Linked DNA regions of Mus musculus: region 2 is linked to region 1. A link is a contact called in public Hi-C data. All regions are on one chromosome and are shown on one strand. Each heading gives the region's core, a stretch centred on a gene start, on an enhancer-like site or on the middle of the called end of the contact. The rest is flanking DNA. Distances are from core to core; before and after follow the strand shown.

The links. A called contact is a pair of places that touch in the nucleus more often than the background predicts.
Region 2: a Hi-C map of the N1E-115 cell line shows a contact between it and region 1, with 6 times the contacts expected there. The contact joins two enhancer-like sites. A contact is called at or near these places in 1 of 484 Hi-C or Micro-C datasets (the N1E-115 cell line) and 10 of 115 datasets of contacts at active chromatin or transcription factors (the NIH/3T3 cell line, bone marrow-derived macrophages, cardiomyocytes and 7 more).

What each region holds. Positions count from the first base shown.
Region 1 is chr14:24,822,801-24,827,117 of GRCm38.p6, reverse strand. All of the region lies in intron 2 of Gm32008 (a long non-coding RNA gene), which reads right to left. Among named protein-coding and RNA genes, the nearest start is that of Gm31951, 5.4 kb to the left of the region's middle. Within about 2 kb of position 2,592, at least 48 of the 459 cell types and tissues checked have an H3K27ac peak or open chromatin away from gene starts, as enhancers often do. A contact at or near this core is called in the N1E-115 cell line, where this site is marked.
Region 2 is chr14:25,370,013-25,374,329 of GRCm38.p6, reverse strand. All of the region lies in intron 1 of Zmiz1os1 (a long non-coding RNA gene), which reads left to right. Among named protein-coding and RNA genes, the nearest start is that of Gm41113, 7.1 kb to the left of the region's middle. Within about 2 kb of position 2,514, at least 161 of the 459 cell types and tissues checked have an H3K27ac peak or open chromatin away from gene starts, as enhancers often do. A contact at or near this core is called in the N1E-115 cell line, where this site is marked.

The DNA.
Region 1 (4,317 bases), core at 1,343-3,842:
GTCCAGGAGGCGGCTCAGAAACTCGTCACAGGAATAATTTATGATTTTTCTTTCTAACATCTTGGTCTTGTTTGATATGCTTGCCATTTCTCCCTGACAGGGAGGTCGATTAAATCACATTTATATTGTAAACGTATGCATTGCTTTTTACCCAAGGCGCTGGATGAAGAGATACAGGGGCCCCAAGGGAGGGAGAAGCCAATCCACTTTCATATTGCAAATTTCTGCTGTTTGGAAGAAATGAATGGTTGCCAGGGAGAGCTGGGAATTACTTGGGGATGCAAATGTTATTTTAGAACCCTTTGGAGAGGGTTTTTTTTTCTCCCTCCCCCACCTCCTCCAGCATTTTCCCTTCTCAGGCTGTTAATAGAGGCCAGTCTCTAAGCAAAAGCTAACGGAATGCACTTCACGGCAGGCATTCTTGGGGGATTGGCCTGCACCAGATTTCTAGCTGGCCGACCTCAAGCAGGCTGCCTCTTGGCCTGGAGGCGGGGTGGCAGATGCAGAAAGAGAAAGAGAGAGAGAAAAAGGAGCTATTCATATTTTTGCAAAGGCATTGCTTCCTCCCACCTGATGGAGGAGGCCACTCTGGAAGCTGGTGGTTGGGGACATGGGGGAGGGGCTGGTGGTGGGGAGGGAAAGACAGCAAGACGAGGGGAAAGGTCATTAGCAGAGACCAGGAAGAAGTGACGCCAGGCACCATCATTAACCTAACCGAACTAATTAGGAAACATTCAAGTTTTATAAATTATGCAAGACGCTCAATTTATACTTTTTCAAATTCCTACCATAACATAGATAATGAGGGAACATTTACAGTAACAGTGTAACCTAATCAAGAAACCCTTTCATTAGCATGAAATCTTCCAACACGGTGTTTGCGAGCACAACAAACGGAATTATAGATGCCAGGGGAGGCCGGGGCTGGGGGCGGGGAGCTGGATTGTGGGGAGGAGGGGCAGGGGTTGTCTTTTGCTTAAGTGGCAAGGCCCCTAGCTCTTAGAAGTCATCCCCTCCCATCCTCAGCATGAAACGGGGCTCTCTTTGCATTCAGTCTTGCCAAAGGAATGGAAAGGTCTGGAAGGACCTTCTGACTTACTATACTCTAGATGATTTACAACTACCTCCTCTGTCTTGGCCCTCTAATCCTGGGAGACAGATAACTACAGCATAGATCAGCCTTTTCCACAGGCCTGGTTTTTCCCTGCAGAGGTCAGAAGTCAAAGTCTGCTGAGGCTCAGGCTCCATGAATGCAGATAGATGCCGTCCACTGCTATAACTTTGCCTGATGGTTCCGAGTTCACCACTGGTAGATGGAATACAGTGAGCACGGTCCAAGAGCTACTGGGGAATCCCAAGACTCAAAGAGATTCTGACATATCACCCGATTCCCAGATCAGTAAAACCAGCTGGAACCCACAAGAGAAATCCATACCAATAGGGCATGATGGTAAGTGCCTGTTATCATACCAATGGGAAGATAGAGGAAGGAAGACTGGGAGTTTCAGTATCAGCCTTGTCTACATTTCATGGTTGAGATCAGCCTGGGCTATATGAGAGCCCATCCCGAGGGAAACACCTTGCCTGCTAAAAAATGAAGAACCCTTTTGAGGCCTTGGGGAAGGGGTAAAACCTTTGGTCTCTTCTGCTGCTGGCTTCTCTGTACCAGTGGTTGAACAGAGGTCCCTACTATTTAGTGTAGTCTGCTATCAAAACACAACCATAGATTGTATTTCAAGAATGTGATTTATTTCCCGCAATGCCAGTGACCAGAAATCTAACATCAAGGTGATGCTGAGTAGACTTTGTTCCCAGGCTAATATACTTGTCTCAGGCTGTGTGCTGTGTAGTCACAGGAACGCTTCTTTGTATAACCTTTTGTTATGAAATTACCAGTCCATCCAGAGGTCTCCCCTGAGACCTTACCTAACCCAAATTTACCTTATGAAAGCCCCATATTCAATTATGATCTCACTAGGTATTGAGGCTTCAATGTATGAATCTTAATATATGAAACATTCAGTCACTAATACTCCCCCAAATGAATGTCTACCTAGGATATGTGGATATGACATGGTTTGGGATAGAGATACAGGTCTTCAGGAATGTCAATCACTTATGGATCCTGAGACCCTGTCATGCTAGGGTACCAGAATGGCTCGATGTTCGGATCCAGTCATGGTGGAGCCAGCACTGAGAAGACAGAGGCAGCAACTTCAAGCCAGGGGCAGCCAAGGGCAGCCAAGGACAGCCAAAGACAGCCAAAGACTGCAGTAAGCCACCAGAAGTTGGGAGAACAAGGAAAGACACCCTTTCCAAGTTCACAAAGATATTGCTGTCCTATACCCACAAAGGTCATGAGTTGTTAAAGCTTGGTCCTTAAGCAATGGTTAGAGACTTTGGGGAACTGACTACCTCATGAGGACCTTGACCCCATCAATGGATGACTCCTAATTTGATGACATTATTGGGAAGTTGGGGACACTGAGAGGCAGTACCTCAGCTGGGAAAGTAGGTCATTGGGAGTGTGCACTTGCCTTTGTGCCTGGTCCTTTCTCTGATCTCTGTCCCTTTGTTTCCCAGTTGCCATGAGACAGAGCAGCTTTCTCCCACCACGTGGGATTCATCCTAGTCGCTGGCACATGACAACAGAGCCAGCCACCCATGGTTGTACAAGCACAATCCACAGTAATCCAAGCCCCCCTTTAAGTTGGTTTCTTCATGTATTTAGTCCCAGCAGTGAAATCTTAATACCAAACTTGAGTTGGCACTTTGGTGCTATGAGAGAAGACGCTGTTATTTCTATACAACCAAGTTTGTGGTCATTTGTGGAAGCCTCAAGAATGAGCCTCAGTATCTGTAGCAATAATGACAGCATCCTCTGCAGCAATAATGACAGTGCCCAGTACAGAGTAAATATTAATGAATGTAAGTAGCTGTTAGGAGTTAGATGCCACCTATGCCCATGGATTCTACCCCATCGGATTTAACTCTCCTTTCAAAGGCTAGGATGTTCTCCTTCCACCTTTAGGGACCTGAAGGTGAGAATCGATGCTCACCTAAGCACCCCCAGTTCCATTCCCTGCCTCTTCTCCCATGGGCTTAGACTGCACTGTTCCCATAGCTGCCTTCTGGGACAGAAATCCACGAGATGGATACAGGCCATGCTATGACAGAGCCTCCCTCACTTGCCCTAGAAGCCTTCATGTACCCCTGTCATTCTCTAACATATTCATTAAAAATAAATGCAAGGATCTCCTGAATATCCCAGGACATACTTATAGCTAGAGATAGTGTTTTAAAGATGGTGTATCCTTAATGCTCAGACTTCACACTGGCATCTCCCCTCAGACTACCTTTTTTTTTTTTTCGCCACATTCCAACCACCGATCAGGACTGCATTTTGTGGAAAGGGAATGTTGAGGGCAAACTCTGTCTTCCTTGTAGATTTTTTTTTTTTTGAGACCCTGGGTTCTTGTAGAAGTCCAAGCTCCTAGTCCAATGGTGAAAGGGTCTGCCTTTCACCAGGCTCTGGCTCCTGCCTCCACATTCCCCTGGAGCTGAGGGGAGATTGGAGGTACTATCATGAAGACTGTGGTTGCTGTAACCATCCAGAGCGCATGCTTCAATTACACACTCTTCGGGTCTCTGGTGCAGAGAAGCCCACGTCAGCGCTAGGGAGTGTTCTCTCCCACATCATTACCCAGCTTTCCATATTCTCCTCAGTCATCTGCAAGCTGTGGGCTGTAAATCCTGCCCGGGGGAGGCAGGGGCAGTGGAGCCCGCTCTACCTTCCCAGATGCGTGGGAGGGATGGCTCTGGAGCTTTTCCCTCCCTGCTCTGGCTTCACCAGCTCGCTCGCAAAGGACAAGGGAACAGCAACACTTCCCAAATCACTCCCAAATGTTCCTCTAAAAACCTCCGGCTGACTCTGAATGCCAAGGAATTGTTCACAGGGTGACAATTTCATAGATCTTGGTCAGGGAACAGAAATCTCTGGTTTGGAGGTGGGGCGATTACAGCCCCAGTTCTGGCAAGCACTTAAGCAGTTATTCCCAAATGTGTAGCTGCTTGGCACCAAAGCCACACACATCTGGGATTGTGACTAGAGGTTTGACATCCAGAGGTGAGAGTTCAGCTCCAGCCAGTATGCACGAGAGGCTGCAATAAGTTCCCTTGGGGCAGTTCTCCTGGCAGTGTACCTGAGATCCCCGACCCCCATATCCAGCTCCAATTCCCAGAATCCTCTGGAGTGAGCTCTCTTCCTTAGAGATGAAAGTCAAGGCCCCAGAGTCCAGAGAAGAAAAAGGCTGAGAA
Region 2 (4,317 bases), core at 1,265-3,764, 550 kb before region 1:
ATGGGCTGGGGCTGTAGCTTAGTTATAGAATGGCTTGTCTATCATGCACAAGGAACTGCATTCCATCTATCTCAGAAGTGTACACACACACACACACACACACACACACACACACACACACACCATAATGGACAAAACCCACTACACAAACATGACATTTTCCCACAGAGCTTGCATGTAGCACCGGAAGCCTCTCAAACCAGTCCTTTAAGAGGGTGATGCTGCCGAGTCAGGGTTGGCTAATGGACTGGAAATGAGCTAGGGCTCATTGGAGATGTCAGTGTGTGGGATAGGGTCAAAACAAGCTGCCCAGCTAGATGGGCCTCACTTTCTTCTGCCTGACTCAGTCACTCAGGAGTCCCAGATTCCTCCATTGTAGAGTGGAGTGCTTGTCCCCATGTTCTATGGTTCTTGTGAAAGTTGTGGGTGCCTGCTTCCACCTGCCTAGATATCTCTAGTCCTTAACATTATTCACCTTCTCTTGGTCTGCATGGCTCCTGTTCACCCTTCAGGAGATCCTGCTCAGTGCTACCTCCTTCAGAAGTCTTCCCTTGTTAGCAAGGCCAGGCAAGTATCCCCACTGTGGGACCTTCCTCTTTTCCTGTAGCATATTCGTGTTCATCCCTCATTGGCGTGTGAGTTTCGTGAGCTCACGGGCCCTCTCTGCTTTTTTTCTCCTGGGCTCCTATGCTTAGTCCCGGGCCTGGTACTTCAAGGGCATTCAGTGAAGATTTGCTAAATAGGTGGTGAATTTGAACTGCCTCCTGTGCAGTGGTAACCCAGTACAATGCAGTCTTTCCTATGTGATGTGGCCCTTGGGTCCACTGATCTTCCTCCTTTAGGGATGCAGTGGCTGTTGTGTCAGGAAGCTCTGCTCAGCCTGGGTGGGTCTGTTTTCCTGCAAAGAGCCTCCCACACTCAGTCACTGATGCAACCAGGGGAGGAAGAGACCAGGTAATCTGTGCCTGAGGCCTATGCTCTACCTGGGCACTGCCCAAAAGGAAACACTGTTTGCCAAGAAGTCTTAAGATCTTCCCCAGGAGTAGAGGATGGTAGAAGAGAGTCTTTACGCATGCAGGCTTGTTTTCTCGCCTGCCGACCGTTCATAGCTATCTCCAAGCCCACAACTAAGGCTGTGTTCTGTCTAGGTTTCTGGGTTATGGTCCTTCATACCCACCCCCTCCCCTGGCTCAATCTGTGCCTACCCTTTTCATTTTCTGATCCCACGGGCCTGACTTACCTTCGCCTGTTTGGGCCTCACTTTCATGCATCAAGTGGGACAAAGAACATTGGGAGCTCGGTAGCATTTGGAGGATCTGGTAGACTAACCAGTACCCATTACACATTAGTTTTTGAAAGCCTGTCAGTTAGATGTTCCTGACAGAATGCAGAATCCTTTCTCTGGGGTGTAAGAGACCTACAGATACTGATCCGAGGAGATGCCCATGCATAGAAGTTTATGGAAAATGTTGGGAGTGCAACTCTAGGGGGTGTTTATGAGCATGTATTGCTCCTTGGGACTGTAATGCATGCTTTAGGGGGCAGCTGGCCACTAGCTCCACCCAGTGCTCGGAGGATGCAGCGTCTGCAGCCACCAGTTTGCTCTGCAAGGATGTGGCTAGCTGGATATCACAAACCAGCCACAAGAGTCCAGTTGTCCTAAGGAGGTCAAGGGCCTCAAAGAGCCTTTGCTTTGGACCCCGTACTGTTCACATAATGGCCTCAATGCTCAAGTACTGGCCTGGGAGAATTCCTGCCTGTCCACTTATGCACGCATGTACATATGTATGCACACCATTCATACGCTTATGGGAACAGAACTGCAGACTGATTTATTTACTAGCACGGACAATCTGAGTGTCTTCCAGCTTGTCCTTTGTTCAGTGTCAGAATATGATGCCAGGTAATGCCCAGAAAGAATCTTCTATTTAGTTTCTGCTGCCTTTCAGCCATCCCCATTTTACTGGCTAGAGAACGGAGGTAAGAAGGGATAAGTGCTTTGCCTTAGGATCCAAAGCAAGGAAGTGACAGAGCCAGTAGCAACAAGAAAGGTACCAGGGTGTCCTGACCAGTGTTGGGGCTCCTCTGGGAGGTGGTGTCTGCCCCACTGGAGAGTGTGATTTAAGCATCTTCTCCACTCAGCACTCCCATTTTGCAGATTGGAAGAGTGACTGTGCTCACATCTGGTAAGCTCTGAGCAGGGGCTGTGGTTTCAGCCCACACAGCTGGGAAATTCCAGGCCTGAGGCTGCTGCTGGGTGCACAAGGTTCATTTAGAATCCAAATGAAAAATAATGATACTAAAAAGGAGCTTGACAAACACGGTTGCATACAGAAGCCTGGGGGCCGGCCATTTCCTGAGACTGCTCTTCAGGGCTGCCTGCCTGCCCAAGGCCTTGCCCACTGCTGGGGATCCTTGGCCAGCCAGCCGATGGCCCTGGCAGAGCCTCTAACTGAGCCCTACCCCCAGTCCTGCTGACACAGGCATCCTGGTCCCTTACCTCCCAGCCCTCCCTTGCCTGCTGGCAGGCTGTGGTAACAAGATGCCCTTTGTGTGTGTGTTGGGGGAAGGGGGCAGTGGGCAGCTCCTATGCTGCTTCTTGCTTCTGAGTCACAGCTCCTGCCAGCTCTGGGGACAGAGAGTTGCAGGTGACTGGCCAGGCGGCAAGAAGCCCAAGACCTTGGAGATGACCTCAGACAACCCCTTCCTCAAACAGTGGGGAAAGTGAGGCTGAGAAGGGGGAAGGGAGTGTCCTCTAGGCACTTGTTAAGGGGGAACATACTTCTGTAGCCAGGGGCTTCCACACTTGCAGGGACTTAGTAATATCCTTTGTTCACCAGAATAGCTACTGTGTCCAGGGACACATATGTACAAGCTCACACATGTGCATGTGAGCACATGTTCATAAGCATGTGATTGAATGAACTTGTGTCAGTATTCATGTTTCCCTAAGGTCCCCACACTTCCTCCAAGACTTTAAGGCCTGGCCTCAGGGACATTTGTCTATTCTGTCTGATGCAGAGGTGACCTAGGCTTGTCCTTACCCACTGCTTAAACATTTCCACCAAGGCAGCTGTGTGTCTGTGATGGGCAGTTCACTTCTTGACACGTCACGCCTGAGCCCGAGGTGATATGTCTCAGCTCCCTGACGTAGTGCAGTATGGGACTCACAGTGGCTTTAGACAGATGATATTTCTGAGGACACTGGCTCCAGAGCCAGGCTGCCAGGCTGACTTCTGGCTTCCTCATTTCCTGGTGTATGACTTAGGATCTTTACATCTTCTCCGGGTCTCCATTTCCTCATCTGTAAAGTGGAGACCTCAACAGACTTGCCTCTCAGGGTTGTTTTTTTTACACATTACAGGGATTGGTTTTTACCCATGAAGCTCTGAGAACTCCTAGCTGTCTCTGGCAGGCCCTTAAGGAGTATTAGAGTCTATTATTAGTGCTTTTCCTGAGCCCACGCAACCCCAAGGGAGATGCAGAGGTCTGGAGCTGACTTGGATTCACAGCCTGGTTGTAAGACTGAGGAGAGGACAGGTTTTTTTTGGTCTGCTGACAGATCAGCAACAGAAATGGCAGAGGCTTTTCTTGGGAGGACATGACTGTTCTGGGCTATGGCCTCCTGAATGTGGCCACTCTGAACTGTAGCTTCCAAATTTCAGCATCTCTGATGTCCCATGGGCCTCCCAGACACAGCAATAGCTAGGCTTCAGGAGGGAAGACAGTGAGGCCCCTGGCTAGAATGGGGGCTTTGGTGGCTTTGGCTGGCAGTACATTCTCTCTCGCTGCTGCTGTGATGCCTTACCTAATGCTGGGATGACCATCTGGGTCCCAGGGCTCTGAGGGGACCTGCCGGCCATCTGCCTGCTTGGCATTGCCTGCTTCCGAGAAGCAGCAGGGTGGCTTGGGCAAAGCAGCCCCCATCCGCTTCCTCCCCCACTACCTACCACCATTCTCTGGCTGCCATGAGGATGCTCATCTTAGGTTCCTGCCCCGATTTTCCATGCATATACACAAAGCCCAGGAATTAGGAAGCCCAGCTGTCCTACCTGTCATTGCAAAGGTAGGAAAGTCATGTCACTCTCCTGGATTCAGGCTTTCAGTTCATACAGTGCACAATGCAGGTTCCTGTGTCCAGATGTTGTGTCCAGTCAATGCTGCCTGAAGACCTAGAGTCTGACTTGAGGGGAGGGAATATTATGGATTTAAGGGAAAGGGAAAGCTCCCCATGGTCATCTGGGAGCCTGGGGCCAGGTATAAATTATCTATATTCTCAATAAGTCACATTTACCCAGGTACAGGGATGGGTTCTTT